Linked DNA regions of Macaca mulatta: region 1 is linked to region 2. The links are chromatin contacts, called in public Hi-C maps. All regions are on one chromosome and are shown on one strand. The core of a region is the stretch at or near the end of the contact, and the rest is flanking DNA. Distances in the headings are between cores, read along the strand shown. Region 1 overlaps THSD7A (thrombospondin type 1 domain containing 7A). Region 2 holds the start of TMEM106B (transmembrane protein 106B).

Region 1 (6,154 bases), core at 2,407-4,906, 840 kb before region 2:
GCAGAGTCTGATATTGGTCTACAACCCCAAGCAGCGAGGGCCACATGAAACAAAGCAATTTGTCTCTGCTCCAGGGTCCATAAAGCCTTTCAGTCCCACATTTGGGGTGGTGTGCTTGGTTTCAGGGTTTTTAGTACAATGAACCAATTATGTTCTTTTTTCAATGAGAAGAATGACTAAATAAAGGAAATAAATGACACTTAATCCACTGCAACCAAGCTGACTCAGGCATTAAATACAATTCTTTGAAAGTATTTTTCTAATCTATGATAGTACAACTCTATTCCTTATTTTATACACACACACACACTTCTTGAAGAGACAGAGAGAGAGAGAGAGAGAAGAGAGAAACTATAGATTTTTACGGGATGAATTCTAGAAAAGATAGACTTAAATAGCCCTTTGGAGCCATTCTTTTGTGCCAATTTTAGTGCACTAAAAACCTAAGTAAAATGAATAAAGTGGACCTGTCTCAAAGAAGAATGAAAAATGCACTGTTGGAGTCAAATTCTGCAATGATTGCCATAAGTGATTACATTCACATTTAGGTGCTGTATTAAAATAGAACTAAATAGCACAGGATAAAACATTACCCTACAACTCATGGTGAAAAGAAAAACCGAAGGAGAAATGCTGTTCTTCCTAATCCTTTGATGGCTTTTATTTTAATCGCCTGTATTGAAGGGAATACCGATCAGTTCAGAACAATCTCCAACCCACCCATTTTCAGTCCACTTGCACTTTTTCCTTCTCCCTCTGAAAAGCACAAGACCATTAATAACGGGTGTCACTGCCTATCAAGATTAGCGAAGTGAAACTTGTTCTTCCCAACTCTTGTTCACCTCAGTCCTTAATATTACAATGAGGGATATGAAATACAGGAACACAGGTAACTATGATATAAAAGAAAAAGAAAACAGCTAGAGAAAAAATTCTTTAATGGAAAATGTGATATTTTCTCCCTGTAAAACATAAAAGACAAGGCAAGAAGAGAAATGTGTTCTCAGAAACCAGGAAATTTTAGAAAAGAAGCATTCTATTAAGAACCATGAGTTTTAAGAGTTCTTACCTGTGCCTGGAGTGGTGTTCAACAGGAATGATGAAAAAGGAAACAAGATAAAACGTCAGTATGCTATGAGAAGAACTCGTGGTAAGTTTCAAGTATTATTACTTAAATGTAAAAACCTACTTTTTTGGTAAAATACTAGAACATTTTTCTTAGGTCATAGGAGATAATACACAACTACTTATTATTGTTGAAAAGTAAGACACACAAATGAGTATTGTAAATAGCAGAGCCAATGAAAAAATTAGATGGGCAGGATGGAGCAATCTTGGAAAACGGAGTTGACCTCAAAATACATAGCATGGGAAATTGATATATAATGCAAATAACTTGTGATCCAACTTGTCAATGGACTATTGTCTATCAGTATATTTGTAGCTTGATCTAGCCATTGATTTACCTTAATTAGTTCAGCTGTTTTGTAGAAAATGAGGATTTGAGTACTTCCTTCCTCAGCTAGAAAAATAGAAACTCAGAGACCGTTTTCAAGCCAACGGGCTTCTGATTATTTTACTGAGGAATGTATAATCGTAGTAAACACCTATGTGATTTAAAATTTTCAACATTAACACGAATCTTTACATTTTTATTTTCCCTAAACATCTCACTAATACACAAATTCATATAAGTTTCTATTTTTATGCAGAACATTTATGCTCAAATGTTCAAAAATGTATTATTTGTTTTTGCTTTGATTTTTCGGTTGTTAATGTCTCAATAAGCCTTCAGTCAACTGATACCAAGTCACAATACCCCTGTCAAACTGCATCAGAATATATTAGAGTTGGAAAGTGACAAATGGTTTAGGCTAAACACTAGTAATAGCAAAGACAACTTGGCCTGAGGTTTTGAACCTTTTGAAATTCACACTTAAGGAAAATCTGAGGCAAACACAGATTTTAATTGCATATCTGACTGGGTGCACACATACATGCTAAAGTGAAATAGGTATGAGTACGTGTAGAATTTCTCTTTTTAGGATTGTGAATCATACATAATTTATCAAAATTTAAATTTGCTACTGAAAATTCAAGGTTTCAAAATGTGTAGAGAGATATTCTTTTGTATTATAAACATTTTAGTTCAGTTATTCTGTTTTACAGTTATATAATTATAGTTGCTGAACTGAATTTTCTTCTTTGGAAATTTCCTTAGCATCTTAGAAACGCAAAATGCTCTGTGACAGGGAAGCTAAACTACCAGTAGATGGCAGCAAGGGAGTGTGTTATTTACCCTCCATTGCACCTAAAGATAAAATCAGCAACTTCACTTGGGGAACAATCAAGACTCTTTAGAGTACTTATTATAGAATTTAATTCTTCACGATCTTCATCTTAATTTACTTAATTCCAAAGGTCTTTCTGTTTTCTCTACAATGTACTTTTATTATGAACAAAGTTATGTCAATCTGGGAAGTAAAGTATGTATACAGGTAAGCAGTGTGTTTAGAGATTAAAATGAGTCTATATATGTGTGAAACAGTTCTACATATTTAAGGACTTGATTATTTGGTTGTGATTTAAATTCAAATACACAACTTAACACCCACACATAATATATGAAATTATTCTTTGTTAATTCACCTGTAGGCCAAACATGGTAATAATTGTCGGATTAGGGTACATTTCATTTAAATTAGTCACAATTCCTCCATTAGGCTTTTTTCTTTTTATTTCTAATAGAACAGAATAACAACTATTAACAGCAGGTAAGAAAGAATGCATCAAAAGTCAGAGTTCCAAATAAAACTGAAAATGGTCAATCAGTAAATTGATAATATACTTATAGTGACTTTGAGGCCATCTTTGTAGTTGTTTTCTCAATTTGTTTTATATCAAAAACATTTAAACAAACAGTATATATTTTTCCTAATTTTAGATCCAAATCCATATTATTTCTTTGATTTTAATTTAAGTAGTTGGTAATTGAGATGTCTTTTCTGACAGTCTGGGGAAACTATAAGAATGAGATAATCTCAGCCTACATGTTAGATACAATCTTATGACAGATTAAATACCTTGACATTATTTCAAAGATAGGTGTCATTTTTCTCTCCATTGAATTATATACATATTCATATACTTGCAAGGTATGGAATCTCCAGAGAATACAGAGATAATATGTCTAATTTGAAATTTTAATAACATATGTGTATTTATTCAGGCATTCTAATGGTAAAAATGGGTCAATTTTTTATTCAATAGCTATTATTTACTGTTCTCCATTTTGGAGAAAAAAATCAGATCATTGTGAATCTCAACAATATCTTAACACTGTCAATGATAGAAAATACCTGGTTGACATGGTCCAGTTTGGGGCAAGGCCTTCCTCCATTATATGGTTTTTCACGCAGCCATTTAGAACGAACCTTCACACCACTTCCACAGGACTTGCTGCAGCGCGACCAGTTGGACCACTCACTGAGCTTGCAGTCTGAGGGGCAGGGGATGATGCAGGCCTCTTCAATGTAACCTGAGTGAAGGAAAATGAGATAAGAGTCATCTCCTCCACCTGTCACTCTCCCACTACCACCCACTATTCTAGCTCATTTAGAAGGTCCAAGACTGACTTGACAGCAGCATGCAAATGCAGAGGTGTCTCCGTTGTTAGGGACTTAAATTAAATTCTGCAGGAAAATGTCACATATATACAGTGACTCTGTTAAAATAACAGTTGAGCAGCTGCCATGTGGTCTGCTTAGGATTCATGCTCACCATATTTCAACATTTCTGACTGACAGCTCGTGTTTAATTGACAATAACCTGTCTGCTGCCATATCATTCTCATGCTGACAGAATGACACATTAAAAAATTATAACAGTTTTCTGTAAAACCCTATCTGTTAATGTCACACAAGTTCAGGGTTCTGAGTCCATGCAACATTCTTTCTTAAGAAATCCCAGTCCCTTTCACTCAGTACCCAAAAGGAACCATTTAACTTAGCATCTTGTTTTTCTCCTCCTTTGAAAATAAAGTCTGAAGAAAAATGAAGGCTGTTAAGTAATGTCTCATATTTTACATGCTGTCCCTTTCAAGGCACCTTCATATCTTATATCCATTTGATTCTCTTGAAAATCTTATGTATGAATTGTGCAAGTATTGATATTCTAACTGGCAGATAAGAAAACAAATGCAGAGTGATGACTGACTGAGTCCAAGGTTACACAGTAAGGGATGGGGAAAAGTTTTCTGAGGTCTGATCCAGTACTCATTCCGTCAAATCACCCAACCAATTCAATTAATAGTGCACAGATTTGTTTTGGGAAATGGGAGTATTCTATCTTTGAATAGTTCTTAACTGCAAACTTGCCATTTCACAATACAAATTAAACACTATTATTCTCAAGGCAAACATGTGAAAACAGCAAAATTCCTCTAGTCAAGAATGAAATACACGATTGTCCTCTATAATAGTCTGAATGTGGAGGGAGGGTGTTCTTGGTACAGGAAAACACTCTGCCTTACCATTTTATCTCAACAGCAGAGATTCGATTTTGACAATGATTATAATGTAAACAGTTGACACTAGGCAACTCTAGGTAGATTTTTAAAAATTTATGGAGATATAATTCATATTCCATAAAAATAATCTCATGTTTTGGTTTTCAGTATGTTTGCTGAGTTGTGCAACCATCACCACCATCTAATTTTAGAATATCTGTTTTACTCCAAAAATAAACCCTATGGTTACTGGCAGCCACTTCCTATTTTCCCCTTCTTCATCCCCTGCCAACCATAAATCTGCTTTCTATCTCTATGAATTTGCCTAATCTAGACATTTTGTATAAATGAAATAAAACATTACGTGATCTTATTTCTATTTTGTTTTAGAGATGATGTCTCACTCTGTCACCCAGGCTGGAGTGCAGTGGTGTCATCATAGCTTACAGCAGCCTTGACCTCCTGCACTCAAGAGATCCTCCTACATCAGCCTCTTAAGTAGCTGAGCTGGGACTAAGGGTGCTCACCATCATGCCAGGCGGATTTTCATATTTTTTAATAGAGATGAGGTATTACTGTGTTGCTCAGGTTGGTCTAGAACTTCTGGCCTCAAGCTATCCTTGGCCTTCCGAAGTATCGGGATTACAGGTGTGAACCACCATGCCTGGCTGGCTTCCTTCACTTAGTACAATGTTTTCAAGGTTCATTTATGTTATAACATGTATCAGTTCTTCAGTCCTTTCTATGATTGAATAATATTTCATTGTATGGACATTTCACATTGTTTATCCACTCATCAGTTAATGGACATTCGAGTTCTCACTTTTTGTCTAGGAATAATGCTGCTAGGAACATTTGTTTACAAGCTTCTGTGTGGGCATACATTTTCAATTCCCTTGAATATATACATTACAGTGAAATTGCTCAGTCATGTGGTAACCCATTTAGCTTTTTCAGGAAGTGTCACTGTTTTCCAAAATGACTGCACCACTTTACATTCCACAAGATATGTATGCATGTTCCAATTTCTATGAATTCTTGTCAAACTTGTTATTGTCTCTTTTTTAAAATTTTAGTGTTCCTTGAAGAACAAAAGTTTTAAATGCTAATGAAGACCAGTTTGTCTTTTTTCCTCGGTTGTTAGTGCTTTGGTATTATATCTAGGAACCCACTACTGAAATCAAAGTCATCTAGGTTTAGAGTTGTGTTTTCTCATGAGAATTTTATAGTTTTAGCTTGTATATTTAGGTGCATGTTTCATTTTGAGTTAATTTTTGTTTATGATAAAAGTTAGAGGTCCAACTTCATTCTTTTGCATGTGGTTATTGAGTTATCCTGTCTTCAGTTGTTGAAAAATACTGTTATTTCCTAATTGAACTGTTTTGGCACCCTTGTTGAAAATCAGTTGGCCACAATGTAACGATTTCGTTTTGAACCCTAAATTCCATTTATCTCTGTGTCTAGTTTCATGATAGTACCATAGTCTTGACTACTGTAACTTTGTAGCAAGTACTGAAATCCAGAAGTGTGAGTCTTCCTATTTTGTTTATCCTTTTAAAGATAGATTTGGCTATTTTGAGTCAAATTTCTATATACATTTTAGAATAAGATTGTCAATTTCTGCAAAAAATTGCAGCTATGATTTTG
Region 2 (5,960 bases), core at 431-2,930:
AAGTTAAATGATAAGGTTAATTGAGAAAATACTAAGTACTCCCTTAAGAATTAAAGAAAAAAAGTAATTTTTTCACTTAAGAATGTTACATTATAGAACCATTTGCCAATTTAACAATAATAAAGAAAATACACACATGCTCTCAAACTACAGGCAACTGTTTATATTTTGTATAAATAGTTTCAAGGCAGATATGTGATATTTCAAGGCAGATATGTAATACACATTTATATCTATGTGTTATCTATATGTGAATATACTTTACATCCTATTATAATACCTCATATCCTATACTTTGCATCCTGATTTTAATTTTATATCACTCCATGTATAACATCCTTATAACATGATTTTTACTGGCTTTGTAAATACTCAATAGATGGCTATTCCATAATTTAAAAAACTTAGTAATTCTAAAGGGAACATTATATCTCCACAGGTGGACTGTAAATAATTTTGAGAAAAAATTTCCCCCATGATTCTGATTTGTTTTAACCAAACTATTAATTTTGAAATTTCAAACAATGTTAATGGAAGACACCCTGACCCTCCCCTTTGGAAATATGGGCTAAATAAAAGGGATTGAAAAATAATGATTTTATCAATGTCCCTTGTTGGACATTGAGTTGTAAATGGACACACCTCATACCCAAATCTTTTTAGAGGTCTCATTTGGTTCAGGATACTTCTGAAAGAGTGGAATTGCTGGGCCAAACGATGTGAATATTTTAAGTCTTGATACATATTGACTGCCTGCCAGAAAACTTAGGAGTTTTAAATCTCCGACAACATTGTATGACAAAGCTCATTGTCTCACATATGGATCTACAGTAATCCTTTTAAACATTACATTGGATATTGCTCTGACTTGTATTTTCTACTTTTACATAGCTTCATTTCCCAATTGCCGGAACACACTGATCCTGTTAGAAGAGAGAAATATATGACTCTCACTTCCTTGCTCCTGTGACTATAACAATGCCTACCATTCATTAAACGTTCAACTCTCCCCAGGCAATGAGACTAGAGTGCCCTTAATATTATTATCGGCATCTCACTGATCCCTCAAACCGACTCTTTGTCGTTGTTCTTATCTTCTAAGTGAAATGACCTAGACATTGGGGGAGGGCAGCCCCCACCCACAGCGAAGAGCTGAAGTACTGGGATCCGAAGCGGGATTTCACACACCTGTAACTAGCACCAGAGTTAAGGGGTGGGGAGGAGCAGCGTGGGCAAAGCAAAACGAAACCGAACAAAAACAAAAAATACGGCCTTGCCGCTTGGTGTTTCCTTCTAGTTGACAAGTTTCTAAATTAAAATAGAAGTAGCTTTGCTTCTGTCAGCGGCGTGTGTACGGACCAGTTTATCCCATTCCTAGAGACCAGAGTGTCAGCGACAAATCGCATTGCGTGAGCAAAGAGGCTGCTCAGCTGAAAGCTGAGGCAGATGGTGCACATGTTTCCCCTTTGCAAAAGAAAATGGTCTGACATGGGAAAAAGGAAGAGTGACTATTCCTAGGTAATCCGTGGCTAGAGTGGACACACTTTACTTTGAAGTCTGGGGGACACCAAGGTAATGAAACCTGGAGAGCGCACAATCTCACACGATCTGTGCCTAAGGGCTCAAGCAGGAGGAAGAAGGGCGCATGCGTCAGGCGCACGCCAGTGGCTCCCCCGCCCCTCCGGGAGCACTGTGCGCAGGCGCGGGAGCAGGTTACGGCGGCGCTTGGCCTCTGCTGATGCCGTCGTTGTTCTACCCCTCCCCCGTCCCAGCTCTGCGGCGGCCGCGCGCTCCAGGCCGGTCGCTCCACCCCCCGGCTCCCGGGACTGTGGACTCCGTGACCCTGTCCTCGGCCCTGTCAGCGCCGAAGCAGCCCGGGACTGCGCAGCGCCCCGCGTGCCGGTGAGCGACCCCGGACGTGCAGTCCCCAGGTCCCCTTCCGGAGCGGGGCTGAGCGGCTGTGCTGCGGCTTCAGCCGGGCCTGACGAGGAGGGGAGGCCGCCTGGGTGTTGGGCCTGCCGCAGGTACGGCGGCGCTCAGGGCTCGAGATCGAGGTGCTGTTTCGCCTCTTTTGAGGCCCAGCCAGGGAACCCGGGCTTCGGCCCAAGCCCGGCCTCTGGGTTGCCTCTAGGCCCTCACCCCTTGAGCGCCAGGTGGCTCTCTTGCTTTTGCTGTTGATGAATTTTCTTGCCGTGGTGCCGGGATGTTATTTTTCAGCTTTACAGAGTAGACTTTGTGCTAGGTATTGTTTATGGAGCTTTTTAAAGGCGCTGGTTTCCTTCGTTCTCAAGCCCTTTTAGAACTAAAACCAGTGTCTGCACAGACGATCAGGAGCCATTTAAATTGGAGTGCTGTGATATATTTTTTCTCTCCAAATTGAGTCTGATATCCATGTTGGCTTTCAGTAAAGGAAGGAACCGCTATAATAACATTGAGCACCGAGAGGTTGGAGAAGAGGGTCTAGCACCCCTTTTTTAAACCATTGAGTCTCCAAGAATAAAAGTGGTTAAACTTGTCAGTTCTCTAAGGAAAATCTAGTAGAGAAGGCAAGGGATTCCCAGATTTTGACAAAGTCTAGCACTTGTCCAAACACCTACCTAAAACAATCGATCACGGCAGCTGTTAGATTAGGACAGAAAACAGGCCCAAACGGAGAGCCACTTGAGTTTTCCCTTCTGTGTCTTTTCTCTCAACGCCCTCCAGTAAGATGCAGCTTACACCCTGGCTGTGTTGACTGAGATCCCAGAAAGGGTGCCTCTAAGGCTGAAAGGGTGCCCTTAAGACCTTGCTGGTAAGGCCCAGTGATCCCAGTTCATCTAGTGTTCCGCATAGACCCCAAGGTCACTGTGTGGGGACAGTGATGTTAAGTCTTCTCTAACCTACCTGTGGCTGGCAGGTGTTGATTTGACCGGGGTATTGTGTCATTGAGCCAAATTAAGACAATGATTTTTTAGAAGTCATAAATCATTTGTATTTTTAATGTGGGCAATTATTTTTATAAATACATAGTTGTTTTTTTTTTAAAGAGTGAAAATCGCATTTTACAGTTTCGTTTGCACACCATTTGTATATTTTTTTTATTCTGTTTGACAGCAACAAGTGGATGGCATGCGAGTTTTTTTTTTTATCTTTGTATTTATTTTGTATATATATTCATGGGCAATTTGCTACAAGTGCAATTTGCTACATTGATATACGACCTCCTAGTGAAGTCAGGGCCCTCAGTGCATCCAACACTGGAGCAACACACATTGTACCCACCAAGCAACCTCCCATCAGGCATGCCAATTCTAAAAAGTAAAAGTTTCTTCATACTCTAGGATGAATTGACTTATTTGGAGTATCTGTTTTGTTTAATCAAATAAGTGAGAATTTTTGAAAGAAATACTATCTGTCTTAATGTCTGTAATCTATTTTTAGGAACCGATAAAAGACATATCAAATTTAGAAGGAGTAGAATTATGTTACTTCTAAGTTTTACTTTTTCACTTTATTTTTTCTCAAGTTATAAGCAGGAAAATGCCAGCAGGGTGTATTGTATGACTATTAAGTTCTTTTCAGCTTTAAAAGGGTATGACCTTAAGTATAAAGTTACTTCATTATCTACTTGCAGAAGTTATTTTTGTGTAGGCACTAGTCCTAATTATTTCTACTTAGATTTTTACATGTGTATTTAATTTTCCCATGTTATTTGAATATTCTCATCCTAAAAGTTTGAAGTTAGTATTCTAAATTTTGCTGCTTTGTAAATTATATTTAATATTTTGGAACACTGGCTTCATAATTTTAACTCTGTCAACTGCTGAATGAAAAAAACTTGCATGATTTTGGAATTTCGGGGCTTTTTATTGTTGTTGCAAGTGTTTAAATGTTTAAAGCAAGAAATTTAAGGATGGAAGAGTGGTGATTGTATTTATCACAAAGGTGCATGAATTTTCAGAGGCTGAAACGTACTGTTTTGAAGTTACTTGGACATATACATCAAATACCTAGCTATCATCTACCCAAAGCAATTTTTGCCTTTAGTGCCAACTGGTTAAAAGGTAGAATGTATTTTTATTTTATTCTAAGGAAAATGAAACCTGCATGTTTCTTTTCAGAGAACCTGCAGATGTAGACTTTTGTCAAATGTTAATGTTTGAAAGCCCATTCTCATCATAAGCATGGTAGGATATCATTTCACATTATTTTCTTTAAAACACTTCTGGACTCTAGTAAATGACTCCTTTGTTTCAGACATTATTTTGATTGGATATTATCCTAATCCAAAAGGTAGTTTGAACATTCTCTTAAAGTTTGTTCTGTAAACCAAAAATAAAATTCTGAGCCCCCCAACTGACTGAGTGGACCCTGCTTCTCTGTTAAGGGCATTCCAAAGTAAACCTAATAATGTGGTTTTGGCCATGATGAAAAGGTGGGCGGAGGGGATTGAACATACCTTATTATACCTTCCTCTCTTTAGAATTCAGGCACAACTGACCAGCATTGATGAAAACAGAGATTTTAAAACTAACAAAAGAGTCTCTTTGTAGCAGTAAGATATCAAATCCCAACCTGACTCTAATATAGAATCACTTGACAGATAGCAGGCCCTGAAAGAAATCAAAATATCTTACCCCAAAATATATTTATTTGAAATGGCCTTGCAAAGCTGTCTCTTGTGGGGAAGATCCACATTCTGTACAGAATCCCCTTTCCTTTCCAGATCTTTTCCTTAATCCAGCAGAGATTTAACCAAGAGCCTGGAATATTTTAAGGTGTAATAAGAGACATTTACAAACTGTTCTCTCTCAAGCCTGCTACCTGGAGGCATCATCTACATAATAAGAACCTTGGCTTCCACAACCTCCTCCCTTGTCTTAACTATAAGCATTTCTTTCTGCTGACTTCAACTCCTCAGGTAGAGTTTAACCCCTTTCAACCAATTGCCATTAGAAAATCTTTAAATCCACCTTTGCACCTATGACCTGGATACCCCCCAACCTTCCACCCCTGCTTCAAACTGTCCTGCTTTTCTGGGCTGAATTAATGTATACCTTACATGTATTGATTTATGCCTCTGCCTGTAATTTCTGTCTCCAAAATGTATAAATCAAGCTGTAACCCAACTACCTTGAGGACATTTTCTCAGGACCTGTTGAGACTGTGCCTCAGGCCTTGGTCACTCATATTTGGCTCAGAATAAGTCCCTTCAGATATTTTACAGAGTTTAACTCTTCCTTTACTGTTCTAAATTAATTAGTGTAAATATCTCATAGAGTTCTTGAATGTACTTTTTTCCTTGAAGTTTACTGTAAGATTTTTATTTTTCTTTAGACATGGGAAAGTCTCTTTCTCATTTGCCTTTGCATTCAAGCAAAGAAGATGCTTATGATGGAGTCACATCTGAAAATATGAGAAATGGATTGGTTAATAGTGAAGTCCATAATGAAGATGGAAGAAATGGAGATGTCTCTCAGTTTCCATATGTGGAATTTACAGGAAGAGATAGTGTCACCTGCCCTACTTGTCAGGGAACAGGAAGAATTCCTAGGGGTATGTGTTATTGCATTGCTTTCCCTTTAAATAATGATTTCAGGAATTTGCTCAAATATTATAAAAACTATGGGTCTCAGGAACCACCTGTTTTAGAAGACTGTTAGAATTAAAGTTGAAACATCATATCAGTTATCTTCAGGCAAAAAGATGCAAAAGAAACAAATAAAAAAATATTAATTAAGGTTCCTAAAGCAGTGAAGAAAACCACCTCACTACCTCCAATATTTTTTCATTCCCTTCTACTATTATAACAGATATTCACTGTCTTGTGAACAAAAACTTTTAGTCCTATTTGGCATCTATAGAGATGACATCATAGTTATTTGCTACTTTGCTATATCTGATGTTAGAAGCAATTTAAGTAATTTGTTGACCTAATTTTTTTTTTTTTAAGAGATGAGATCTCGCAATTGTTGGCCAGG

Evidence for each region. A called contact is a pair of places that touch in the nucleus more often than the background predicts.
Region 1: a Hi-C map of fetal cortical plate shows a contact between it and region 2, with 4 times the contacts expected there. The contact joins the enhancer-like site here to the promoter of TMEM106B in region 2. A contact is called at or near these places in 2 of 14 Hi-C or Micro-C datasets (fetal cortex germinal zone and fetal cortical plate).

What each region holds. Positions count from the first base shown.
Region 1 is chr3:117,004,728-117,010,881 of T2T-MMU8v2.0, reverse strand. It overlaps THSD7A (thrombospondin type 1 domain containing 7A), which reads right to left. Exons shown (of 28, transcript XM_015134011.3): 14 at 3,360-3,538; 15 at 1,070-1,075. Among named protein-coding and RNA genes, the nearest start is that of THSD7A, 440 kb to the right of the region's middle. Within about 2 kb of position 3,656, at least 3 of the 40 cell types and tissues checked have an H3K27ac peak or open chromatin away from gene starts, as enhancers often do. A contact at or near this core is called in fetal cortical plate, where this site is marked.
Region 2 is chr3:116,159,817-116,165,776 of T2T-MMU8v2.0, reverse strand. TMEM106B (transmembrane protein 106B) reads left to right here and starts at 1,680. Exons shown (of 8, transcript NM_001193700.2): 1 at 1,680-1,902; 2 at 5,317-5,535. The coding sequence starts at 5,319.